Regions from separate parts of the Mus musculus genome. Here all the other regions are linked to region 1. The links are chromatin contacts, called in public Hi-C, HiCAR-type, HiChIP or PLAC-seq and promoter capture Hi-C maps. All regions are on one chromosome and are shown on one strand. Each heading gives the region's core, a stretch centred on a gene start, on an enhancer-like site or on the middle of the called end of the contact. The rest is flanking DNA. Distances are from core to core; before and after follow the strand shown. Region 1 holds the start of Mmab (methylmalonic aciduria (cobalamin deficiency) cblB type homolog (human)). Region 2 holds the start of Cox6a1 (cytochrome c oxidase subunit 6A1). Region 3 holds the start of Srsf9 (serine and arginine-rich splicing factor 9). Region 4 holds the start of Dynll1 (dynein light chain LC8-type 1). Region 5 holds the start of Coq5 (coenzyme Q5 methyltransferase). Region 6 holds the start of Pop5 (processing of precursor 5, ribonuclease P/MRP family (S. cerevisiae)). Region 7 holds the start of Cabp1 (calcium binding protein 1).

The links. Promoter capture Hi-C pulls out the DNA fragments that hold promoters and counts their contacts. Hi-C and Micro-C count contacts between places; a contact is called where the count stands out from the background. HiCAR-type assays count read pairs that join an accessible place to other places. HiChIP or PLAC-seq counts read pairs in DNA pulled down with a chosen protein or histone mark.
Region 2: a FOXA1 HiChIP or PLAC-seq map of pancreatic cancer cells shows a contact between it and region 1. The contact joins the promoter of Cox6a1 here to the promoter of Mmab in region 1. A contact is called at or near these places in 1 of 39 promoter capture datasets (pre-B cells) and 4 of 115 datasets of contacts at active chromatin or transcription factors (large pre-B cells, memory CD8 T cells, pancreatic cancer cells and 1 more).
Region 3: a Hi-C map of liver shows a contact between it and region 1, with 2.9 times the contacts expected there. The contact joins the promoter of Srsf9 here to the promoter of Mmab in region 1. A contact is called at or near these places in 1 of 39 promoter capture datasets (pre-B cells), 1 of 484 Hi-C or Micro-C datasets (liver) and 1 of 115 datasets of contacts at active chromatin or transcription factors (bone marrow-derived macrophages).
Region 4: a contact with region 1 is called in a promoter capture Hi-C map of liver, with 2.7 times the contacts expected there. The contact joins the promoter of Dynll1 here to the promoter of Mmab in region 1. A contact is called at or near these places in 3 of 39 promoter capture datasets (liver and pre-B cells), 3 of 115 datasets of contacts at active chromatin or transcription factors (bone marrow-derived macrophages, memory CD8 T cells and pancreatic cancer cells) and 2 of 9 other capture datasets (adipose tissue and liver).
Region 5: a HiCAR-type map of astrocytes shows a contact between it and region 1, with 3 times the contacts expected there. The contact joins the promoter of Coq5 here to the promoter of Mmab in region 1. A contact is called at or near these places in 2 of 39 promoter capture datasets (liver and pre-B cells), 1 of 484 Hi-C or Micro-C datasets (CD4 T cells) and 2 of 115 datasets of contacts at active chromatin or transcription factors (astrocytes and extraembryonic endoderm stem cells).
Region 6: a contact with region 1 is called in a FOXA1 HiChIP or PLAC-seq map of pancreatic cancer cells. The contact joins the promoter of Pop5 here to the promoter of Mmab in region 1. A contact is called at or near these places in 2 of 115 datasets of contacts at active chromatin or transcription factors (large pre-B cells and pancreatic cancer cells) and 1 of 9 other capture datasets (liver).
Region 7: a promoter capture Hi-C map of pre-B cells shows a contact between it and region 1, with 4 times the contacts expected there. The contact joins the promoter of Cabp1 here to the promoter of Mmab in region 1. A contact is called at or near these places in 4 of 39 promoter capture datasets (the 3T3-L1 cell line, hippocampal neurons, liver and 1 more).

What each region holds. Positions count from the first base shown.
Region 1 is chr5:114,442,137-114,445,707 of GRCm38.p6, reverse strand. It overlaps Mmab (methylmalonic aciduria (cobalamin deficiency) cblB type homolog (human)), which reads left to right and starts at 1,681. Exons shown (of 9, transcript NM_029956.4): 1 at 1,681-1,832; 2 at 2,886-2,947. The coding sequence starts at 1,717. It overlaps Mvk (mevalonate kinase), which reads right to left and starts at 1,439. Exons shown (of 11, transcript NM_023556.3): 1 at 1,345-1,439; 2 at 229-320. The coding sequence starts at 306.
Region 2 is chr5:115,347,080-115,350,650 of GRCm38.p6, reverse strand. It overlaps Cox6a1 (cytochrome c oxidase subunit 6A1), which reads left to right and starts at 1,693. Exons shown (of 3, transcript NM_007748.5): 1 at 1,693-1,812; 2 at 1,944-2,086. The coding sequence starts at 1,704.
Region 3 is chr5:115,325,173-115,328,743 of GRCm38.p6, reverse strand. Srsf9 (serine and arginine-rich splicing factor 9) reads right to left here and starts at 1,567. Exons shown (of 4, transcript NM_025573.3): 1 at 1,245-1,567. The coding sequence starts at 1,435.
Region 4 is chr5:115,299,471-115,303,041 of GRCm38.p6, reverse strand. Dynll1 (dynein light chain LC8-type 1) reads left to right here and starts at 2,052. Exons shown (of 3, transcript NM_019682.4): 1 at 2,052-2,210; 2 at 2,392-2,529. The coding sequence starts at 2,398. It overlaps Gm13830 (predicted gene 13830), which reads right to left and starts at 1,922. Exons shown (of 2, transcript NR_131932.1): 1 at 1,809-1,922.
Region 5 is chr5:115,277,732-115,281,302 of GRCm38.p6, reverse strand. It overlaps Coq5 (coenzyme Q5 methyltransferase), which reads right to left and starts at 1,601. Exons shown (of 7, transcript NM_026504.2): 1 at 1,389-1,601. The coding sequence starts at 1,590.
Region 6 is chr5:115,234,058-115,237,628 of GRCm38.p6, reverse strand. Pop5 (processing of precursor 5, ribonuclease P/MRP family (S. cerevisiae)) reads right to left here and starts at 1,778. Exons shown (of 6, transcript NM_026398.4): 1 at 1,745-1,778.
Region 7 is chr5:115,192,356-115,195,926 of GRCm38.p6, reverse strand. Cabp1 (calcium binding protein 1) reads left to right here and starts at 1,546. Exons shown (of 6, transcript NM_001310712.1): 1 at 1,546-2,273. The coding sequence starts at 1,680. It overlaps Gm35515 (a long non-coding RNA gene), which reads right to left and starts at 1,589. Exons shown (of 3, transcript XR_387599.4): 1 at 1,037-1,589.

The DNA of each region.
Region 1 (3,571 bases), core at 432-2,931:
CCCTAGGCCTTTCTTTTACCGTCTTCCAATCCAGGGTCTGAGAGACATGGTACCCCATCGTTCAAGTCCCTGGGAACTTTTTTTGGTTTGTTTGTTTTTTCGAGACAGGGTTTCTCTGTGTAGCCCTGGCTGTTCTGGAACTCACTCTGTAGACCAGGCTGGTCTCAAATTCAGAACTGGGATTAAAGGCATGCGCCACCACTGCCCAGCTCCCTGGGGACTTTTTACCTTGCCATGGACCACAGCGTGTTCTCCATGGAGGATGACCTTCCCCGGGGCGGACACCAGCAGGGCTTCTGACAACATGGCTTCTGAGACTTCTGCAAGGAAAGAGAGAGAGAGAGAGAGAGAGAGAGAGAGAGAGAGAGAGAGAGAGAGAAACAAAGTTCCCTAGATGTTAGTTACAAACACCAGGAAGGCTGGGCTTGGAGGTGAACATCTTTCATCCCAGCACTGTGGAGGCAGAGGCAGGTGGATCTCTGGGTGTACGAGGCAAGCCTGGTCTACAGAGTGAATTCCAGGACAGCCAGGAGCATGTAGAGAAACTCCATCCAGAACTACCATCCAGAGCTATGTTCCAGGATGACAGTGCAGTGAGCCAGTCAGGTGGACAATGGGAAAAAAAAAATCTGGGTTCAGACCACAGCTCTTCCGTCCCCAGAATGTCTTATGCCATGAATCTGTTTCCCATATATCAGATAATAGAGGCAATACTGGAGGCTGACTCAAAGGACTACCAGCAGCAAGGCCTGTCTGTCTGGCAAAGTGGCCTCTTGACTATACTGAGCTACTCGGCACTGACAGGTTCTCAGCTCCAGAGTTTATTACCACTGCTGTTGCCAGTAGAAACTGACATGAGCTCAGGCATGGACTGCTTGCCTACTCTGAGGACGGCCATGTGTTTGATGCGTGTGGGAACGCGAGGTTTAGATAAAATCTTGCAGGAGAAAGAATCCTTCCCGGACCTCAAGACCACAACCAACCTGTCACAATCACAAACGCGGCTGCCGGGACTCACCTGTTAACGCCCTGTGTTGCACGTTCAAACAAGAACTTCTGCAAGGCAAGAGTCATGTCACAGAGTGGTTTTGCTGGATTTATGGGTGCATGCATTTTTACGTTGTTATAAATAATGCAAAAATCACCCGGGTTCAAGGCTTCACTGGCCACCCCACTGCACACTAAGTAGCCCAGTCTACGGGACCCTAGTCTAGGGGAAACTGTCCGATCTGAGGTCGCCGAGCGCTCAGATCGAGGACACGAAGGCAGAGAACCGCGGCGCCCGGCCCGGGGTGTCCGGGACCCGGTCCTCACGCCGCCCATCCCGCAGCCCAGGCTTCTCACCTGCCCCGGCCAGCGCCCAAGTGAGCTGAAACCCGGGCCGCAGCTCCCGGTCTTCTCCATATCAGATGGGAGAGTTCCAAGGAGGCGGGTGTGTCTTCCTGAGGCCAATCAGAGAGCTGGAGCTAAGGGCTCCTTTACAGATTGGGTCAAACATTAACCAATGGGAACTTCAAGCAAGCCGAAATTGCCTCGCCTCTTTCTACAAGTAATCCAATGGGAATCAAGAGCTGGGGAGTGCCCCGCCCTGGTGCGAGTGCCCCAGGCCAATAGGAAACAGCGATTGAGAGGTGGCGCGGCCGGCTGCGGGGCGGAGTCATCCCCGGGCCTGGACGGGTGCCTAGCCGGGTCAGTCTTGGATGCGTTACCGTGCGCATGGCTGTGTGGCTCTTTGGGGGTCGCCTCGGCCTGCGCGGGCGTCTCAGCGCCTGCAGACTGCTGTGTCCCCGTTTCCAGAGCCGTGGCCCTCAGGGCGGGGAAGACGGGGACAGGTGAGTTTCAGGCCTGGAGAGTAACTCAACACGGAGGAGGAACGGTTGTTTCCGTGGGTACATCACACCGATGACGTGCTCTATGTGGCCTGACGTCACTGGGCTCGTCATGGCGTCAGAGGCCAGGATTTCCTCCCCAAGTTCTAACGGAGTCTAGCTGTGGTCAGTCAGGGCAGGGGCATGCTCTTGTGGGTTTTGTCCGGCCTCCCCAAGCAGTTTGTTTGGATTAGGATTAAGACACCAGGAAGACATGGTAACACTTAGAAACTTGCATAGGGACTTGCAGACTACCATGACCTCATGATCAGCGTTCCCTGTCCAGTCCTCTGACTTTGAAATAATTTTGTGAATTCACATTTTAATTTTAAGTTATGCACTGCTAGTTGAAAATGGCAGAGTCGGGGTTCATTCGCAGTCCTCAAAAAAAAAAAAATTAAGTTAAAATAGCATTTTTGAAATTCCATTTTGACAGTGTATTTTTTTTTTTCCTTGACACTGAAAAATCTTAGAAAAGTGCAAGTGGCCTAGTTTTCTTTCCCCCAGAAGTGCTAACTTCTGTGTTGGGGTTAGAAGAGACAAGAGTTTGGGGAGGGTAATGGACCAGGTCAGGCTTACAGTAGAAGGGTTTTGGGCATGAATCCCAGCCCAGTCTCTTCCTGGAGATCTAGGAAGTTGAATCTTTGTGGGCTCCAGTTTCCTCAACGGAGAAGCGTATGGCTAACTTTGGGAGTGTGGGAGAAGCTGAAGGGCAGTTCCAGGAGCTAGCGGCTTTAGCCCACTGTGGAGCTAGGGCTACATGGAGTGACCAGTTAGTCCTTCCTGCCAGTATTTGCCAAGAATCTTTATTGAGCAGTATGCTACAGCAGCTGCTGTACAGGTAGAGACAGGGACAGGAAGCTGTCAGGAAGGGGCAGCGGGGAAATGGCTGACGGGAGATTGCCATCCCAGAGGCAGAGAAGTGCTGCCCCTGAGGTTGCAGACTGAAAGCTGGGCGTCACTCCCCGAGGCGCAGCCGTTCCCACTTACCACGCCTTTGTGTCTGTTTCTCATCAGGCTGCAGCCGTCCTCGACGGCAGCCAAGATCCCCAAGATTTACACCAAGACGGGAGACAAAGGTAGGCCACGCTGTAGCCATGTGACGGGTCTGAATATACATCATAAGTGTGAAGCCACAAGAAAGGTGCACTGTTCAAGTGTTCAAAACAAGTTGTAGCGCTGCTACAATGGCTCAGACTGCTCTTCTAGAGGTCCTGAGTTCAATTTCCAGCAATCACGTGGTGGCTCACAACCATCTGTAATGGACTCTGATGCCCTCTTCTGGTGTGTCTGAAGAGAGCACCAGTGTACTCATATACATAAAATAAATAAATCTAAAAGCAAAAAGCGGGGCTGGTGAGATGGCTCAGTGGTTAAGAGCGCTGACTGCTCTTCTGAAGGTCAGAACCACATGGTGGCTCACAACCATCCGTAATGAAATCTGACGCCCTCTTCTGGGGTGTCTGAGGACAGCTACAGTGTACTCACATATAATAAATAAATAAATAAATAAATAAATAAATCTTAAAAAAAAAAAAAAAAGCCAAGTTGTAAGGAAGCCAAGTATAGTGCACACCTGCAATCCCAGTACTTAGGAGCTGAGGTTGGAGAGTCACAAGTTCAAGACCAGCTAGGTTGATGTACCAAACTCCAAGGCAGCCTGCTCTACATAGTAAAACCCTGTCTTTTTTTTTTTTTTTTTT
Region 2 (3,571 bases), core at 444-2,943, 900 kb before region 1:
CCGGCTTTTTTTTTTTAATTGCTCACATAGTTCAGTCTGGTCTTGAATCCATCAAGCAGTTAAGGATGTTTTAAAATGCATGAGTCTGCTGCTGCCTCTTCCTCCTTTTGTTATTTTGAGATAGGCTCTTACAATATAGGCAAGGCTAATCTCAGACTATAGACGTGGTCCAGGCTGGCCTCTAACTAGAGATTCCCTACCTCCGTCTCTCAAAACAGTACCATATACACAAACATTTTAAACTTAGGGGTGTGTGAGCGGAGACAGGGTCTCATTCTACAGCCCAGGCTAGTCTCTAACTCACAGCAATCTTCCTACCCCATCTCACTCTTATGAGCCACCTCACTTGGCGTGTGTCTTAGTCAGGGTTTCTATTCCTGCACAAACATGATGACCAAGAAGCAAGTTGGGGAGGAAAGGGTTTATTCAGCTTACACTTCCACCCTGCTGTTCATCACCAAAGGAAGTCAGGACTGGAACTCAAGCAGGTCAGAAAGCAGGAGCTGATGCAGAGGCCATGGAGGGATGTTCTTTACTGGCTTGCCTCCTCTGGCTTGCTCAGCCTGCTCTCTTATAGAACCCAAGACTACCAGCCCAGAGATGGTCCCACCCACAAGGGGCCTTTCCCCCTTGATCACTAATTGAGATGCCTTACAGATGGATCTCATGGAGGCATTTCCTCAACTGAAGGTCCTTTCTCTGTGATAACTCCAGCTGTGTCAAGTTGACACAAAACTAACCAGTACAGCGTGTTTTGTTGTTTTTGTTTTTATGGAGACAGGGTCTCACTATGCAGCCTCTGGATAGCCTAGAACTCTGTAGAGGAGGCTGGCCTGGGGTCAGTTCCATCTGCGTCTTCCTCGCAGATACTAGCATTAAAGATGCGAGGCTTTTAGACCAAAATAAATAAATAAATAAATAAACAAATAAATAAATAAAAAGGGAAAAAGGAGATATTTGTAAAGTTCTACAGACAAAATTTAACAGATGTGTGTAGTATTCAAAGCGGGAGCAGGAACATTGAACAAACGCTGAGGATATGGAGCTAAACAAAGTCCAGATTTGCTGGCAATTGCAGGGTCCTTACTGGTTCCTGGGTCTGTTCCTTGACTCATTAATACACGGTTTCATACATTCATTCATTAAATTGCATAAAGCACCTGCTACTTGCCATGAAAGATTTCGGGTAACTCTCGGGATGCAGCGCTGGCAAAAATCTAAGCACTGCGGACTTTACAGTCTATGTAGGGCACAACGGAAGAGAATAACAACGGTCTTTAAGAGCGATAGGGACAATGATAACGACAAGGACAGGGCTGTCGAGGGCCTGGGAAATCGCGGAATTAGAAGGCAGCGAGCGAGGAAAGAGAATGGCGCCTCCGCTAACGTGACTTGTTCTCCGCACTTCAGATCCTGTCCAGGGACTCCAAAGAAGGGAGCGATTAAAACCAGAAAAGCTCGCAAAAGTTCAGTTCCGCGGACATCCTCACCTAGGCGCTGACAAGCAGGGAGATGGGGCACAGGAACGGGGCGCATGCGCGCTCTCGCTCCAGCCGCCCCAGGGACGGATAAAGTGCGCAGGCGCTGGAGTTCCTAGCCAGGTCTGAGAAGGCGTTGCCCAATAGGAACGTCGTTCGGCGTCTTTGTCCCGCCCCCTTCGCCCGTCCCCATTTCCGCTTCCGGCGCGCCGGTGTAGTTCCATGATGGCGTCGGCGGTGCTGTCAGCGTCTCGGGTCTCTCGGCCGCTGGGCCGGGCCCTCCCCGGGTTGAGGCGGCCCATGTCGAGTGGCGCCCACGGCGAGGAGGGTTCAGGTACCCGGGGGCTCTCGGATGGGCGTGGGGTCTCGGCGGGTGGCGTGCGGCGGCGTGGCGGGGCCGGAGCCCGGGGCGGTGACCTTGGCGGGAGGGAGCGGCCGAGGCTGACGTTGTGGCCCCCGCCGCAGCTCGGATGTGGAAGGCCCTCACCTACTTCGTGGCGCTGCCCGGGGTGGGAGTGAGCATGCTCAACGTGTTCCTCAAGTCGCGGCACGAAGAGCACGAGAGACCCCCGTTCGTTGCCTACCCTCACCTGCGCATCAGGACCAAGGTAGGCGCTGCGCCTTTACTGTCCGTCTGTCCGTCCGTCCTCCAGGCATCCGTTATTGCGGGGTTGTCCACTCCCCTGGCCCAGCCCTTGGGGGAGTTTTAGGATCTTGGCTGCCTGTCCGTCCGTGCAGATAGAATATTTTATTTACTCTTCGTTTGACGGAAGGGAAGCCAGTTTGTAGGTCGTGGCTCGGTTTTCTTAAAAGGCCACCCAGTAAATGCCTGCGGGCTTTCAGCTCCTCCAACTTGTCACCTTTTGTCCAATGGTGCACTTTATTAGCTTCCTGCGGGAAAGTTTGGAGGTTTGGGGTGTCCCTTTATAGCCGCAAATCCTGAAGGTGATCCGGGATCCGGGCGATTGGCGTAGGCTTAAGCACAGACTGCCCGTTGGTTCTCACAGTGCCTGTCGTTTTATCAGTTCTTTGCCTTGGCTGTTCGTGTAGAAACCCTGTCTCGAAAAACCAAAAAAAAAAAAAAAAAAAAAAAAAAGACAGTTATAATGTCTCATGATGTATTTTAACAAGCCCGTCTTCCACTGTATCACCTAATTCACCTAAGACTGGCCTTGCAGAAACTTATTCTAGACTTCAATTTTACAACCCAGAAGGCTCCATGCCGTTCCCGTACAGCCTCAGCACTTGAGAGGCCAAAGAGAGCCAATGTCTTGTTCAAGGCCAGTCTGGTCTACAAAGTGAGCTCCAGGACAGCCAGGGGGGAGACTTTCTCAGAAAAAGAAAAGGTGTTTGACAGCAGCCTTGCCTTGGGGCTCTGCCCACTAGGTGGCAGTAGCACCCCCCTCCTAAGGCCTCTAGATAATGCTCCCATATCCCGCCCCTGGCACTTGGGGTCAGAAAACAAGCGTTTTCTCAGTAGTAGCTATCAGGAAGTTTCTATCAGTAGTAGTTGCTGGTTATTCTCTGCCACGTTATGAAATGGAGATTAGCTTGGGCTAAATGGGGTTACCACAGAAAGCCAAAAATGGTTGTGAGCTATTGACCAAGAGCAATGCTTTTCAAACATGGAGGGGAAGGGACAGGAGAGAGGGCTCAGTGGTGTAGAGTGCTGCTGCTCTTACAGAAGAGCCTAGTTTCCAGTGGGTGGCTCACAACATTCTTTAGCCCCAGCTGCAGGCAGGGATGATATCTTTGGTCTCTGTGTACACCTACACTCGTGCATATACCCACAGAGATGTACACAGAATAATATTCATGCTGGCAGAGGCAGGTGGTCAACATAGCACATTCTAGGACATCCAGGGCTACATAAAGAGACCCGTCTCAAAATCAGACAAAACTATGATTGGCAGAGTCATACATGCTGTAACCCCAGCACTGCAGGCAGAGGCAAGAGGAGCGTTGTAAGTTTTTGATTAGACTGTTCTATTTAGTGTTCCAGGTTAGCTAGATAAGGAAACCCTGTTTCAGCAACCTTGCCAAGTCTGCCAGTGAGGGCTAGTCTCTTGGGATCCACTCTATAGGAGGACAGA
Region 3 (3,571 bases), core at 318-2,817, 880 kb before region 1:
CCTCTCCAAACACCTACCAATTGTTATCCCTTTACTAACCTCTTGCATTAAACAATCCGCATTTTGTGTGAAATACGGTCAGCATCCTCTGCTTCATGGGCTATTGAAAAACGCTAACTACACGAGGCGTGGCACTTGACACAGAACTTGACTATTAAAGACACAATGGCACTGTTCATTAGGGCCATAATTTTTCTCACGTTCATTTGTATTTAAAAAAAAAAAAAAAAGCTTCAGTCTATTTTTTGAGGCAAACTGCAAGACACTTAGGGGATAAGCTGGGTTAGTCTTCAACCATCGAAGTCCGGAGTACTTCTACTGTGAATCCGTAATCTCCAACCCAGGCCGGCGAGACACCGGGTCGGCAGGCAGAGATGAAGCTCTCCTCCCAACGAGGCTGAGAAGACAGGGAACAGGTCCTTACTGACCCTCCCAAGGGGACGACCGCCAACGGCGCAGAGATCTCTAAACTAAAGCATACTTTCCGGCCTCTTCCTGACCCAGGGCTCACGACATTTGCACACACACACAAAAAAAATAAAAATAATAATTAAAAAAAAAATCAAAGATCCTTCGGCGCGGGTTTTGGGGGAGCCTAGCTTTTCCACATCCCTGCTACAATTAACTTCTGGCTTCTGGCGGGGAATTAACTTCCCTCATTAGAGGGGAATGAAATCAGAGATGCTAACCCCCCACCCGTCTCTCTCTCCCGCTGTTTAATCTGATCCCCCTTTACTAGAACTAGGCTCGGTGGGGCGCCCAAGTGAGGGCTGGCTCCAGACACCCCGCTTTTCAGCCGCCCAAGGCAACCTGTGGTCCCCGCCAACGCCGTCTGTTCCCCGGTAACGGCGAGGGCCACCCCCACCCACAGACCCGAACCCGGACTCGGGAGGAGGGGGCGGGATGGGCGACTGTCGCCTTCGGCCGAGTCCTCTGCAGGGTCGGTTCGGGGGACCCGAGCCCCGCGCTTCCCTCATTTCGGGGTGCTTCCCGTTAGGGTGCTTTTCCCAAACTCGAGGGCTGGGCAGAGCGCGCTGGTTTTTACCCTCCTCGGGGGCAAGTCGGGCGGGCTGGAGCCTTCCGATTGAAGGAAGTGACACCAGGCAAAGCCGCCTCCAGCCGGGGGTGGGGGGGGGGCGCCGCGAGGGGTCAGCACGGCGGGGAGGGGGAGGGGAAGGCGCTGGGGGAGGGGAGGGGAGGCCGGGCCCGGCGGAGATGGGGCGAGCCGCCGGCGGAATCCTCACCGCGGGTCCTCGAAGCGCACGAAGGCGAAGGGCACGAGGCCGTGCCGGTTCTTGAGCTCGATCTCGCGGATGCGGCCGTACTTGTAGAACAAGTCCTCGAGGTCCTTCTCGCGCACGTCGGACGGAAGGTTGCCCACGTAGATGCGCCCGTCGCCCTCGCCGCCGCGCTCGTCCGCCCAGCCCGACGACATCCGCACCGGCCGACGCCGCGGGCCCGCCGCAGCCCACGTCCCGTCGCAGCCGCCTCCGCCGCCGACGCCGCCTCCTCAGCCCGGGGCCCCCCGCCGCAGCCTCCCCCGCGGGCTCCCGAGGCGCTCAGCCGCACTGCATTGTGGGAACGCGGCGCGGAAGCCGTGAGGAAGCGGGGGCGGGAGGGGGCGGCGGTCGGAGGATTTTTAAAGCGATCTTAAAGGGGTAGCCGCCGCCGCGAGGTGCGCTTGCGCAGAGGGCGGGGTCTCTCCCTAGAGATGCGAGCGGAAGGTTCCCGGAGGTGGGACCCGAGCGCCTCCTAAGCTGGTAGGTCACTAAGCTTGGGGCTGTCCTTCTGAGGAGAAGGACGCGGACCCCACAGAAGCCCTCAGACTGCCCAGCGCTGGGCTATCCTGGCCCTCGGTCTCAGGTCTGTAGTCGTCCCTTAGACCCGAGGTGTAAGCCTGAGATGGTCGCCAAAGCTTGGTTGTCCGAGTTTCTGGAGAATGGAGAGTGGATGCGCAAACCTTTCGTTCCAACACTCCGAACCCGGACAGAGGCAGGAGCAACTATCTCCATGAGTTCAAGGCCAGCCTGGTTTACATAGAGAAATAAAAGGTATAGTGGAGAAGAAGGTTTATTGTAGGTATGTGGGAGAGCATACTATACTCAGAGGGAGGCCATCTAGGAGAGTCCAGAAGGGGACGAGACCAGGCAGAACTGGGCCCTGTGAGGAGAGGCGGGAAGGAGAGGGGAAACAGATCCTGCAGTCAGAAGGTCAAAAGGTGTAAAAAGAGGAAGGTAGTCAAGATGTCTGGATTATATAGGGAAGAGCCTCTAGGGGAAGGGCAGCCTAGCCCCTGGCCTGGAGGGCGGGGTATGTCAGCCAAACCCTGTAACAGATAAGGACTGGAGGATGCCAGAAGCTGGAGACCAGGTCTGCTTTGGTATCTTATATAGGCACCTCAGCGGATCATCCCGGGTTTGAAACTTCACAGCTACCCTGTCTCCAAGAAAGAGAGAGAAAAGAGAATCTGTGGAGGATACGCATGTATTATTTCATATCACCACAAGCATCACTGTAGAGTTTGCCTATTTGTGCATTCTAAACTATAGAACAACCTCACCAAACAAAACAGTGAGTGGGAATGCATGCCAGTAAATCTCACTCTCCTGAGGCTAAGGTGAGAGACTTTAAAATTCTAGGCTAGCCTTGACAACAACTTACTGAGATCCTACCCTGAAAAACTATTCAAACCTAGATGCCTGGAGGGATATAAGGCAAAGATAGCAAGATGATAGAGAGCTGTAACCCTAGGCAGCTCGGTTGTTGTTTCATTTGTTCTCTGTAAGATTTTTGGATCCCAGCCTAAGGCTACACCATAAAACAATATGTCCAGGGGCTGGAGAGATGGTGCCAGTGATTAAGAGCCTTGACTGCTCTTCCAAAGGACCTGAGTTCAATACCCAGTACCTACATGGCAGCTCACAGCTGTCTGTAACTCCAGTTCCAGGAGATTGCCACCCTCACACAGACAGACATACAGGCAAAAACACCAATGAACATACAATAAATCTTTAGAAACAAAAAACCCAAAAGCCTCAAATTACATATCTTTATGTTTATCCTTGTATTCTGTGTAGTTAGAGAAAAAAAAAAAGGCAGGTGGATCTCTGTGAATTTAAGGCCAGCCAAGTGTGCAGAGCTAATCCCAAGACAGCCAAGGAGGCACAGAGAAAAACTGTCTTAAAAAAAAAAAAGCAGGGGGGTGGGGTGGTGTATAGGGGACTTTTGGGATAGCATTTGAAATATAAATGAAGAAAATATACAAGAAAAAAAAAAAAAGCCAGGCGGTGGTGGTGCACACCTTTAATCCCAGCACTCGGGAGGCAGAGGCAGGCAGATTTCTGAGTTCGAGGCCAGCCTGGTCTACAGAGTGAGTTCCAGGACAGCCAGGGCTACACAGAGAAACCCTGTCTGGAAAAAACAAAACAAAACAAAGATACATATAACTAGGTATTGCTTATTACCCAAAAGCATAGAAACTTTTCAAAGGATGTGGGTGGAGAAGGTCACCTTCAGCAATACATGGAGTTTGAGGGCAACCCAGCCTACATCAGAAAAGCAAAACAAAACA
Region 4 (3,571 bases), core at 803-3,302, 860 kb before region 1:
AAAAGGAATTCAGGGGAAGGAGCCACTACAGCTGATACCTGATTAGACAGGGTTGGGGAAATGGCTCTGCTGGTAGAACGTTTGCCTAGACTCACAAGGCCCTGGCTCAGTTCTTGAACCCCTTAAAAACTAGGTTTGGTGGCCTGTGCCTTAAATTCCAGTCCTTGAAATGTGGGAGCAAGGAGATCAGGGATTCAAGGTAACCCCCAGCTGCACAGCTTCGCCGAGAATGTAAAAACAGAGGGTCCCCTTGGGGCTGGAAAGAGAGCTCAGCAGTTACAGATGTTCTTCTGAGGATCCAGGTTCAATTCCCATCACCCATATGGCAGTTTACAACTCTCTGAAATCCCAGAGCCAGACCACCCAATGCCCTTTCCTGTCCTCCCTGAGTACCAGGCATAGATGTGGCACAGGGACATACAACCAAACACCCACAAACTTTTTTTTTTTTTTTTTTTTTTTTTTTGGTTTTTCAAGACAGGGCTTCTCTGTGTAGCCCTGGCTGTCCTGGAACTCACTTTGTAGACCAGGCTGGCCTCGAACTCAGAAATCCGTCTGCCTCTGCCTCCCAAGTGCTGGGATTAAAGGCGTGTGCCACCACGCCCAGCTTTTTTTTTTTTTTTTTTTTTTTTTAAAGAGAGCAAGAAAAAGAAGATCCTCTCAGACACAGCTGTTGTGAGTGGTACGGTGCTGAGCAGAGGTCAAGCACCCACTCACTGCTGCTGACTCGTTTTATTTCATTTATTTTTTTGGGGGGGAGGGCAGTTTACACAGGATCTCATGTAGCCCAGGCTAGCCTTGGCGCCATCTATCCAAAGCTGGACTTGAATTTCTGATCCTTCTGTTCCTGTCTTCCAGTGTTCTGACTCCCTCCTGGAGCCTCCTGGGGATCAAATATGCAGCCTCTGGCCTCACTCATACCAAGCAAATGCTCTACTGACTGAGGGGTAGCCCAGTATTTTGTTATTTTTATTTATTTATTTATTATGTGGGTACGATTAGTCATAAATGCCAGAGGAGACACATCTTAGGATCACTTTCTTAAGATACGTCTTCCTTTGTATAAATAAATCCTCAGCCAAGAAACTTTGCCCAAATGGACATTCTATCCGAGGAAGCAGCCTCACCTGTACACACTGGGCATCCACCCACATTCCAGATCTTGAGGTCCCCACTGCCTGGCAGACAGGCTCTACCTCCTGGATACGCGATCCCTTTCCCGAATTTCTCCTTCAATCATTAGGCTATCAGTATGTATACGGTCTCCTAGGGCAGTACCAGCTACACAGGGGCTACAGTACGAAATAAGCATGTAGTGTCATGTTATAAAATTCGGAATTTAACCCGGTGTGATGGCGCATGGGGGAGGCGCCAAGAAGAAATGCGAACTTTAGATCATCCTGGGGCTACTTAGGGAGACGATGCTAAGGTAGGGTGGGGAGGACACGGGCAGAAAAAACGAAAAAGAAAGAAAACAGGGTTCAGTGGCAGAACGTAGAACTTGCCTCTCAAGCCCAGGGCCTCCTCAGACACACGCACTTACTTACAAACTTCAGGAATGTGACAGCAGAGCTTCGAACCAAGCCCTACGAGACCCTGAGTGCAACTGCATCGATGGCTCACCCTTGCTAAGCTCGAGGCCACCTGTCAAAGGCCATAAATCGTGCGGACCCCGGGTGGGTGGGGGGAGATGGTGGAAATGGGCGGCACCTGGGGCGGCAGCTCCCAGCCTTCTAGAACCTGCGATTCCAGAACACACCCTGCGCTAACCTCAGTGGGGCCCCCGAGAGGAAAATGCCCGCCCTCACCTCCTTCCAGACTGCTGGGTGGTCCGGGAGCCAGCCACTCGACCCGGGGCTCCGCCTTCAGGGTGTGTGGGCCTCCGCACGCGTGCCGCGCATCGCCCGGGCAACCGACGCTGTGCGCGGTGCATTGTGGTCTGCAACAAAACGCGGGGGAAAGATCCTGAGGGAACCATTGAATCCGCTAGCCAATCGGGAGAGGCTGGCGGTAGCGGATGGCCAATAGCGACGCGGGCCGGGGGCGGGGCCGCGGGCGCAGGGCGGGGCCTAGGGATTAGGCGGCGGCGGCTGGCGTGGGGCAGCTTAGATGCGCCACGGCTTCGGTAGCGACCGGCTGTCTTCTGCTGCTTGAGCGGCGCCCGCACCTTCCCTAGGAGCTCGCAGCAGCCGGCTGGCCTCTGCTCCACGGTGAGACCGGGCTCGGGTCCTCCCCGTCCCCCCTACCTCGGGCCTGCGGTGCGGACCTCGGGAGCTGCCCCTCGGAAGCGGGTGGGGGCGTCGTCCTCAAGGGGGGCGCCGGTCGGGAGGGCAGCGAGCGCGGCCCGCACCCGACCCCTCTCCCTCTTCCCTGCGCTTCGTCACCACACAGGTAACCATGTGCGACCGGAAGGCGGTGATCAAAAATGCAGACATGTCGGAAGAGATGCAACAGGACTCGGTGGAGTGCGCTACCCAGGCGTTGGAGAAGTACAACATCGAGAAGGATATTGCGGCCCATATCAAGAAGGTGAGGACCCGGCGCCGCGTAGTTCCTACTCCCCGATTCTGCGTCCTCTGGGCGCCTGGCAGTTTCCCTGTAGCACTCAGGGCGGCTCGGGATGGATAGTTCTAGAAAGGACGCAAGGGTTTCGCGTTCCTCTGGGGAAGACCAGACCCTCAACGCCAGAAGTTTTTTTTTTTTTTTTAAACCCCCAGCTCCTTGGGGGAAAGCGCCACCTAGCAACGGTTTCCAAGATCAGGGAGTTGCGAGCAGTTCCCCCTGCTGTAGAATTCCTGCGCCGAGGATCCATCTGGGTGTTCCGGGAGGGGGGGGGGTTGCGCCTGCCTGCGTGGGTGTTTCCAGCCGGGCTAGGAGGAGATCTTGCCAGCCTTCTAGTCGGGAGTTAGTCGACAGTTCAGGGAAAGTGGGTGGCAGTGGTGGTTTGGGGGGCTTGGGTGGAGGCTTGGTAAATGGCAGTTTTGTAGAAAGCTGGCGCAAGACTGCCAACTTCTCAAGCTATGTTTGCTGGAAGGAAACTGGAAGCCGAAGCCGTGGGAGGGTTCCAGTGGAGAACGGGAGGATGAAAGACTCACATGGAACAAAAATGAATACTTTTTTTTTTTTTTTGGTTTCTCTGTGTAGCCCTGGCTGTCCTGGAACTCACTTTGTAGACCAGGCTGGCCTCGAACTCAGAAATCCGCCTGCCTCTGCCTCCCAAGTGCTGGGACTAAAGGCGTGCGAGACCACGCCCGGCTTGAATATCTTTTTTTGACAAATGCAGCAGTATGTGCGTCTGGATTGTAAGAGAGACATTCTGCTTAATAAATGAGGTTTTCATACCGATTGCCCGATAAGATAGTAGGAGCCCTAAAGAATTTTACATCATCTCTGGCCCTGGTTCTATCCAACTAGTGAAGAAATGAACACATTGCTAGTTTTAATGTCCATGGGATGGGAGAATCAGGTAGCAGATGCTCTCTAACTTGCTAATTTTTAAGACTGGGTAGATGTGGAGGAGAGCGATTTTAAAAGATAAAGTCCTGGCATTTAACTGTCAGGTTCTGTTGCA
Region 5 (3,571 bases), core at 352-2,851, 840 kb before region 1:
TGATGGTCTTAGGCGATCCCTGTGCAAGAGTGACTCTACCCTAAAGGAGTCAAACGTCTTGCTGTTATAGACAATTGTGAACAATCATGTGAATGCTAGGACTGAAGTGCTTGTAGCTGCTAAGCAGTTGTTTTCGTTGTTTAGTTTGTTTGTTGTTTTTTGGTTTTGTTTTTTAGGAAAGGTTTTGAACTTGTGATCCTACCCCAGGCCTCCTGAATGCATGGCACTGTATGTGTCAGACAGTTCTGATGTTTTATTTTTCTTGGAGACAGGGTTTCATAGTGTAACTCTGATTGTCCTGGAACTCTCTATGTAGGCAAGGATGGCCCTGAACTATGTGTGAGCGTGTGTTTTTAAAAGGAGGGGATAGCGTCTTTTTTTTTTTTTTTTTGGTTTGGTTTTGGTTTTTTGAGACAGGGTTTCTCGTGTAGCTCTGGCTGTCCTGGAACTCACTTTGTAGACCAGGCTGGCTTCAAACTCAGAAATCCGCCTGCCTCTGCCTCCCAAGTGCTCGGCTTTTTTTTTTTTTTTTTTTTTCTTTTTTTAGTGTCTTTCTTTAGTAAGAAAATAAGGATGTAAATTCTGTGTTAGACAAGTAGTTACTCTTCTAACTTACAAGTTTATACTTATCTTTGTGGAGGCAGTATCTCTCTGTCTGAGGCTGGCTTCAAATTCACAGTACAGTAAGAGAATTACCTTGTACTTGTAACCTTCCCCCACACACCTGCCAAGTGCTGGGAACACAGTTTACACCACCACACAAATTATGAGGTGCTGGGGATGAAACTGAGCCGCAGGAAGTGACAGGCCAGCAGCACTCGACCAATTGTGCCACAGTCCCAGCTCCTGGCTACCATTTTAAATAGTGCAAGCTTAACCTTAACCCTATATTCCCTCAGAAAAGTAGTAACAACAGTCACTAGTGGGAAACTGAAGTGAGAAATGGGTGGGGGGAAAATCTGTACACGGCACCTGGCATACGTATAGGACAATCTCGCAGTTGACGAGCGTAAAGGGTCATGCTGTGCTTCAAAGAGGGAAAAGCCGGGTTTGGTGGCGCACAGCCTTTAATGGCAGCGCTCCAGAGGCAGAGGCACAGGCAGGTGCATCTCTGTGAGTTCGAGGCCATCCTGGACAGCTCCAGGGCAGTCAAGGTGACACAGAGAGACCCTGACAAAAGGGGGCGCGTCGCCGGGGGCAGCGTCTCAAATGGCTGCAGTGGCAGTGACAGCAAATGAGTCCCCGAAAGGGAAGCTGGGTCTGGGAAGTCAGGACAGTAAGGAACACAGCTCCGGGGCCGACAGGGCATCCAATCAACCCTCAGTGAGAAAAGGAACCCGAACAGGAGCCCGACAGGTCCCTCCATCCACCCTCGCGCCCTCTGTCACCTTTGCTTCCTTTCTCCCCTTCCGACACGGTCTCAAACCCGAAGTGCGTTTCCGCGGCTCGCTTCTCCTGGGACAAGGACCGCGTTCCCAGCGTGGCCCATGGCCAGGATCTATGACACCCGGGGAGCCTGCAGTGTCCCGTGGCTCGCCACCACCCGCGGCCGCAGACGCGCCATAGAACGCAGCACCTGGGCGCCGCCATCGTGACACCCCGGCGACCGCGGGGCGGGGAGAACGTCGGGTTGCGTCACCAGCCGGGTGACGGCGGCCGACAGGAGACACATTAGTGGAACGCACCCCCAAACGCCTGTTTTTTTAAGGAGTCCTCCTGGTTTAGGATTTGGAAACCTGAAAGCCTTTCCTGTGTTCCCTGACTGAATCTAGAGTTTAGCAGGAATAAGCAGAATTCAGACAGAGGCCCTAATTATATTTCAGCGGCCATATTTCCATCCTGTTAGCTAGGACTAAAGACTACTATGGAAAAGACAACTGAATAGACCAGGCTGGCCCGGAACTCGCAGAAATCCACCCAAGTGCTGGAGTGTGCTCCCTCATGCCCTGCAACTTTTGTTTTCTGGTGCAGGAACTGGGTGAAATTGAGGCATGTTGTAAGTTAAAGATCAAAATTACATGATTTGAAAAAAAAATATATATATATGTATACACATATATGTGTATATATGTATATGTATATACACACATACATATATGTGTATATATGTATATGTATATACACACATACATATATGTGTATGTATGTATATGTGTGTGTATACATATGTGTGTGTATACATATATGTACACATACAAACATACATCTAAAGTAAAGTATATACACTTGTGTGTCTGTGGATGTATGTGAACGTGAGTGCAGCTGCCTGTGGAACCCAGAGATGTCAGATATCTTAAAACTGTAGTTTTAGGTGAATGAGCATAAGGATTTGGGTGCTGGTGACAAGCATTATAACTGATGAGTCAACCCCCCTGTGTGTGCCTCATGTGAATATATATATTTTTTAAAGCTGGAACTAGTTTACCTAGTCCAGAGTGTACTTGAACTCATAACATGCCTGGTTAAGTCAGACAGCACAAGCCTGAACTCCTCCCACATCGTTTTAGTGGCATCTGGAATGGTGTGCAGGTTCTAGTGCACACTTGAACAGTGCTGTGACACTAAACTCTACCCGAGTGCCTTTTAAATGTATTTAATTTTGGTTTGTTTGTTTTATGAGACAGGGTTTCTCTGTGTAGCCTTGGCTGTCCTGGAACTTGCTCTGTAGGCCAGGCTGACCTGGAACTCAGAAATCTGCCTGCCTCTGCCTCCCAACTGCTGGGATCAAAGGTGTGTGCCACCACCAACTGGTAGTATATTTAATTTTAAAATAAATAAATAATAATTAAATAAATTGTGTCTTTTTGATGTGTGTGTGTGCATGCACGCGTGTTCTCACACGTAGGCGTGCACATGCCAAGATCCATGTGTGGAGGTCAGGAGATGACTTTCAGGGGTCAGTTCTCCATGGCCCTGGGAATTGAACTCACATCCTCAGGCTTACAACTAAAGCACTGTGATCTACTGAGCCACCTTGCCAGCTCTTATCTTTTATGTTGAGATAGCATTTCACTAAGTTGGCAAGGCCTTGAACTCACTTTGTCACCTAGATACAGGCTTTGAACTTTTGATCTTCCTGGTAGGTGGGATTAAAGGCCTGTATCACTACACAGGGCCTTTAAAAATTTTTTTAAACTGAAGCCAGGCAGTGGTGGCGCATGCCTTTAATCCCAGCACTTGGGAGGCAGAGGTAGGCAGATTTCTGAGTTTGAGGCCAGCCTGTTCTATGGAGTGAGTTCCAGGACAGCTCGGGCTACACAGAAAAACCCTGTCTCAAAAAAACAAAACAAAAAAAATTGATTTTTTTTTATGGTCAAGATAACATATTACAGAACATCTTGTCCAAAGGCAAGTATAGAGATTGCTGAATTCTGCTTGAATGTTTCTGTTTTAAATCCCTTTTAAATGTATATTTTCTGTAAATATTTCACAAGGAGAAGATGCCAAGGATCCTAAGAAAGAAATTTTAAATGAAGAGTGTCTTCTCCATTCAGTATATCCTGACAGATGGACACCTCCTGCACTGGGATCCTCTGCCCCTCGCTTCCATTTTTATCAATGACAGAAGGAA
Region 6 (3,571 bases), core at 529-3,028, 790 kb before region 1:
CTTCTGATCCCCTGCCTTTTCCTACGAAGCGCTGGCATTACCAACGCGTCCCACCACACCCAGCCCTCTGTTTTCTGTTAAGAATAGAGGATTATGTTTTAAAATGAAGAACAGAGGGTTAAGGTTTTTAATGCGTTTTTCTAGCCCATTCCCTTGAATACCTTTGTGTGATTAATAAATGATAAATTATTATTGTTGTTGTTGGGTTTTTGATACAGCGTTTCTTTCTGTAGCCCGGGCTGTCCTGGAACTCACTCTGTAGACCAGGCTGGCCTTGAACTCAGAAATCCGCCTGCTTCTGCCTCCCGAGTGCTGGGATTAAAGGCCTGCGCCACCACTGCCCAGCATTTAAAAAACAAACAAACAAAAAAAAAAAAAAAAAAAAAAAACAGGGTCCCACTCTATCTACCTAAGGCTAGCTTGGAGCCCAAAGCAATCCTGCCTCAGCCTCCTAAGGACTAGGACTACAGGGGTGTGCTACACTTCATTTATCTTGCATGTTAAGTGCATATTCTTTTTTAAAATTTATTATTATATCTAAGTACACTATAGCTTTCTTCAGACACACCAGAAGAGAACATCAGATCTCATTACAGATGGTTGTGAGCCACCACGTGGGATTTGAACCCAGGACCTTCAGAAGAGCCTTCACTCCAGCCCCTAAGTCCATATTTTTTTAAAGATTTATTTATTATTATATGTAAGTGTAGCTGTCTTCAGACAATCCAGAAGATGGAGTCAGATCTCATTACGGATGGTTGTGAGCCACCATGTGGTTGCTGGGATTTGAACTCCGGACCTTCAGAAGAGCAGTCAGGTGCTCCTACCTACTGAGCCATCTCACCAGCCCTAAGTGCATATTCTTAATGGTGTGACTCAGTGAGGTGGATTTGTGTGACTGCCACCCTATTAAGATGTAGATAAGGTTCAGTGCTCCCCAAATTCCCAGGCCCTTGCCAAAACCTTTAGTGGGAAGGAGCCATCATCCCCATTTCTGGAGAGATAGGTTTTGCCAGGCCTTGGCCTGGACATATATGTTTTAAGCATGCAACATGCCTGTAAGTCCGCTGCTTGACTCTATTTTCCTGTCGCCGGTGCTGCTACAGACATTCCTCACGTGCTCGGTATTGCATGTTTTAAGTGCACCACTAAGTCGGTCAGCATTGCCTTAATACACATTGTCTACAGATTTTCTTGTTATCCTGGGTTTCTTGGTGCCTGGCTTTGTAGCAGGGTCATTTTTGAAAATTAGATTTATTTATTTGTTGTAGAAATGTGGAGGTGCGTATTTGCCACGGCCGGAGGTGGCGATCAGAGGACGACTTTGGGAAGTTGGTTCTCAGGACCTCCGTTATGTGTACAGCTGTCATGGCCTCGCCTGGCCAGGTGTGGTAACGTAAAGCAAGACTTATATTTCACAGCTGACTATTTACAAGATCCGAAATCAGTTTTCAGTCTTCTCTTAGCCACAGCTTTAGGGGACCACAGATGTCCCTTCGCAGACTGCCATTCACTATTGCAATCAAGAGGCAATCATCGTCCACAGCCAGCGGCCGGTAGGGGGTGCCAGAGGCCCACTGTGTAGCTCGCCACACTCCCCACTCTCTAAAAATAGCACCAGTGCCTTTATCCTAACCCTGAGACCATTTTATAGATGCGGTCCGGGCCCAGGCCCAGAATTTAACCTTGAAAGCATTGGTCTCCAAACTCCCTGCTCGGATCCACTCCGATGCTCACTGCCCACCTGCTGTAACGTAGCCACAGGCGTGGGTTCGGATCCCCGGTCTTCGTCCTCCGGCCCGGTGCTGTCAGGGACCACACCGCGTCTCCAAAGCAGAGCTTCCCCTTCTAGTTCCGATTATTAAGAATTATTAGGATGGAGGTGTAGGTGGGATTGCACCGGCACGGGAGGGCGGGTGCCTAATAAACAAACAACGGCGAGCGGCTGTCACCCAGAGGAAGCACCCTGATCCGGGCCAGCCGGGAAGTGCGGGCCAGACGCCTCCCGGTGGGCCGGCGGCGGCGACGTGTCGTCGCAGCCTCTCCCGGTGGTAATTAGCCCCCGCCCTCGGCTCCGCCAGCCGCTAATTACACGTCTCCTAATGAGGCCGGCGGCTGTTTGCAATCACCCGGGTCCCCGCCGCGCGGGGGCGGGAGTCGTGGGCCGGCGTCAGGCGGAGGAAGGGGCTGAGGCTTAGAGAGGCGGACCTACGCAGGCATGACTCACGCGGGGATGGAGCCTAATCCCCGCTGAGCCCAAACCTGTGCGTCGTCGAGCCCATTCATCACCCACCGCCCTCATCCTGTATCCTGGGGTGGTTTCGCTTACTATTTATTACCGTGGTTATGGAAAGACTGGGCCTAGCCCAGGTCAGATGGTCAGGTGTGCGTGGGCCGGATCAGGGTGAGTGGGCGTTTGGGGGTCCCCCCCCACACTTTGGGTTTGTCGGCCCCCACTGCTACGTTGCTGGCCCAAAAGGTTAGCTCCGGCTACGCCTTCCAAAAACCTACTTTGAAACAACTAACGAAACCGTTATCAGACTAAAAGTTTAGATAACTGTCTAAGAAGAGGTTGGGATAGTTGCTAAAATGATCAATCAGGGGTCAGGTGAGACGATGGGGAAGGGAGCTTGCGGTCAAGCCCTGATCAAGATCTGAGTTGGATCTCAGGGACTGGCATAGGAAGCCCTAGAAAGGTGTTCTCCGACCTCCGTATGTGTACACGTGCCTCCTCCTAAATAAATTTAATTACATGGGAGCGGCAGGAGGCAGGAGGTGTGTGTGGCATTATGTAGATCCTGTTATCCTTAAAACTCATGGAAGGTCCACCCATCTCTGCCTCCTGGGGGGCTGGGATGAAAGGCATGAACTACTAGGCCCAGTTTTAGGGTGCTTTTATTTTGAGGTCCTGGGGAATATGTTGTGGGTGCTTAGGCAAGGGTTCTGCTGCCAAGATACACCCCCAGCCCTGATGCTTTCTCAGGCACATTGGCATCGCGGGAGTCTCTTTTAAAGAGTCTAGATGCTGCAGCCACACAGGATGCTGGCCCAGGACACTTGAACCTGCGTGGCTGTTTTCCCAGCAGCCACTGTGTGCCTTGTGTGCCTCTAAGTCTATCCTTAAGCAGCCACTACCCTGTGCGCCTCTAAGTCTATCCTTAAGCCTAGTTACTTGTTTCTTTTTCCCTTTGGATTGTTTGTTTGTTTTTATTTTTTTAAGTCATTAAAATAATTTGTATAGTTAAATGCCTCTTAAATATACATGATGTCTTGTTTTTAAAAAATTTTTTAAATCTTTGCTTCCTTCTCGCTCCGGCTCAAAGATTTATTTATTTATTATATGTAAGTACACTGTAGCTGTCTTCAGATACACCTGAAGAGGCATCAGATCGAATTACAGATGGTTGTGAGCCACCATGTGGTTGCTGGGATTTGAACTCAGGACCTCTGGAAGAACAGTCAGTGCTCTTGACCGCTGAGCCATCGCTCCAGCCCTTGTTTTTTAATTTTTTTAAACAATTTTTATTTACATTAGTGTTCCTTCTCCATGTGTGTCTGAGTGAGTGTCAGG
Region 7 (3,571 bases), core at 297-2,796, 750 kb before region 1:
ATTTGAACTCAGGACCTTCAGAAGAGCAGTCAGTGCTCTTAATGGCTGAGCTATCTCTTCAGCCCAAAGCAAACACTCTTTTATTTTGGGTTTGGTTTTTTGAGACAGAATTTCTCTGTATAGCTCTGGCTGTCCTGGAACTCAGAAATCCGCCTGTCTCTGCCTCCCAAGTGCTGGGATTAAAGGTGTGCACCGTTACTGCCCAGCTTTATTTATTTATATGACAGGGTCTCATGTAGCCCAGCCTGGCCTGGAACTCGTTATTCTAACCCTCCTGTTTGCTTCTCCCAAGGGATTTCAGACATGTGCCACCACACCCAGATCCCCCCCCCAAAACACACACACACACACACACACACACACACACACACACGAGTTAGAATAGTTAAACAGAGTCTTACTCTGAAGCCTCAAGTTTATAGCAATTCTGGTTCCTCCACCTACCACATGCTGGAATTGCAGGCCCATGCCACCACGTCCAGATCTTTCTTTTTTTGCACATGCATAGGTAGAAATACACCATGCAAAAAAGAGGGTCCTCCTCGAAGCCCCGTGATATTGGGAGTCTGCCCATCTATCCTAATGAGGCTAAGCAGTGAGCAGGTTGTAAGGGACAGAGGATGGGCAGAGAACAGGGAGGCCCTCGCCTCCAAATCTTAACGTCCCTACTACTAAGCACCTTGGTACAAGGGGGCCTCAGGAGGTGCAGACTGGAGAGAAGCTGCTAAATGAGTGTGTGCCCTGTGCCAGCTCCCTCCTGCTGGAGTCTTTCTTGAGCACCAGGAAATCTTGTGTCGCCACGAAATCAGTTTGGGAAGAATCATTTGCATTTCACTGAAGAGGGGAAACCGGCTCAGGGAGGCTGATGACACTTGCCCAAGCTTCCCAGATGGCAAGCTGCAGAGCTGGGATTTGAGATTGAAACCAGCACAGTGTGACTTCCTGGATGCTTACCAAGGGCAGGAGTCCTCTCTCTAACAACTAGAAGGGCAGGAGGTGGTTCGATGGAGAAACAAGCATAGCCAACGTGTCCTACCTGGAACTTGACCACCACCAGGCACTTCCGGGACAGGTAGCTGCAGCCAGATGCCACCTGGCTCCTCTTCTGTTGTGTCAACTGTAAATTCCGTGGCTGACTTGCTCGGGGCAATCCTAGTCCGGTGTACTCTATGGAAGGTGGATGGACGAGGCATGGATACACTCCTAGCTTTATCCTTCCAGGTCATCTGGCTCCTGCGTTTGTCTGGATGGTGTCACAGAGTGCCTGCATCCTAGCTGAGTCTCTAGCGTCCTGCACCCCTTTGGTCCTATTGCCAAAGTTGTTCTCTCTGGAAAGTGCACCCTTGCTTGACTTTGGGGTGAGGGGGGGGCGACCGGCCGATCCTGGGCATGGAGGGATCCTCTGGGCGTGATAAGGGGCTCCGCCAGTCTCCTTGGGGGAGGTTAGCCAGCCCCTTCCCTCGTGCTCACATTCAGTGCCGCAGCGCCCCCTTGGCCACCAGAGGCGCCCGGAAGCGGGACTCCCCGAGCGCTGGGCGGGGCGAGGGGCGGGGCGCGGCGGCACCTGGGCCGCGGGAGAGCCGGGGGTGGGCTCTCGGGGGACAACCAGCTGCCCCCCCAGATCTGCAGCGCCGGCCGCCGGGAGCTCGAGGCTCCAGGCGCAGAGGCTGCGCTGTCACATGGGCGGCGGCGACGGGGCCGCATTTAAGCGGCCAGGGGACGGCGCCCGCCTGCAGCGCGTCCTCGGGCTTGGCTCCCGCCGGGCGCCCCGCTCTCTGCCCTCCGGGGGCCCCGCACCACCCCCGCCGGGCCATGCGAGCGCGGGCCCCGCCGCGATGAGCTCGCACATTGCCAAGAGCGAGTCCAAGACGTCGCTGCTCAAGGCGGCGGCGGCGAGCGGGGGCAGCCGGGCTCCCCGCCACAGCTCTGCGCGGGACCCCGGGCTGCGTGGCCGCCGGCTGCCCGGTCCCTGCCCCGGCTCGCCTCCACCGTGCGGGGACCCCAGCTCGCGGAGGCCCCTGTGCCGGCCCGTGCCGCGGGACGAGGGCGCGCGCGGGAGCCGGCGTGGGCTGCCCCAGGCGCACTGCAGGCCCCGGGAGACGCTACCGCCGGCCCGCGGGCGCGATGGGGAGGAACGGGGGCTGGCGCCAGCGCTCGGTCTACGGGGCTCCCTGCGATCGCGGGGTCGCGGGGACCCGGCTCCTGCTGGCACCCCCGAGGCGGACCCGTTCCTCCACCGGCTGCGCCCCATGCTCAGCTCCGCCTTCGGCCAGGTAAGGGCCGCGCCCCTCGCCCGCGCTCCGGGCACCGGCGCTCGGGACCCTACGGCGGCGGCGCGTCCCCGGTTCTGCTCGCTCTGCCCAGTCGGGGTGCACCTTGGCTCATCCTGTCCTCCCGCGGCCCTGGCGCTCCGCCACCCCCGTGTCTGATTCAGCACCCTGTGCGCTGTCCACACTTCGGGCCTCTTCCTGGGCGCCGCTCAGCTGAGCCTGCCTCGCACCTGCAAGAGCGACCTCCGCAATCCTCCGGGAGATTTTCCAGGGTCGTGAGCAGCGCTTGGAGCAGGCGGCGCCAACCTTCTCCTCTCTCTGGCCTCTGGCGACCCAGAGGAGCGAAGGGCTTGGAGTCTGAGCGGCAAAGGGGGAGGGCCTGGGAGTACAGCGAGTTGCTTGTGGATGATTTATACTAGCCGTGACTTAGAGTGTCCTCAAAGGTCTGGGAAAGTTAGGGGATTGGAAAAATGGGGAGGAGAAGAGATGTCTGGACAGGCATGAAGGGTCTGTCCAGAGCTACGGCTCCATCTAGAACTTGAGAGTGTTTTCAAGGAAGATGGTATTCCAGGGATGCTATCTGAATGGCAGTTAGGCAATTGTGGGATAAGACCCAGAAAATCCAAGCCTGGGTTGGTGTGCCTTTTAGGGTTAGGAAGGCCACTAAGAGGTCATTGGTGACTCATTTTTGTCCCTCGCACGCCTTTGCCCGCAAGGATTCCAGTCAGCGGGGCATTTACAAACAGCTCAAGGCTACATTGTGGTATTGTGTCGCAGGAGAGACAGGAACCCGTGAACTTCTGAGCAAAGCCAAGATTTCCTCTAGTTGGGAGACTGTAATTGAATCAAACTCAGGGAGTCAGTTCTGCAGAGGCGCAATCAAAAGGCTGGCATAGTTTCAGACACAGGGGTCTAAGTGTTTCTTTGGTAGGATCTATCGCAAAGATAACCACCTCAAGCTCCCGCTGGCTGTGCGGGGATCAGGAGGCCGCGTGTGTTTTTTGCTTCAGAACTGCTCGCTTCTTTTCAAAATACTACTCTGCAGTGGTTAATGCAGGCGGGGCTCTGTCATGAAGGCAGCTGCACGTGGATTCGGGTTGCACCGGGACCGCTGTGATGGTGTGACGGGGCCAGCAGGCACACGGCTTTGTTCCTGCAGGGAGCCCTGTTAGCGGTGCTCAGGAGTAGAGGTTTGGACGCAGGGCCCTGCGAGAGAGAGGGAGAGGGCGAGAGCCTGGCTACGTGCCAAGGGAGATGCTCACTGCAGTGGTTTGTGTGCTCCAAGGAGCCTAAGCGTGTTA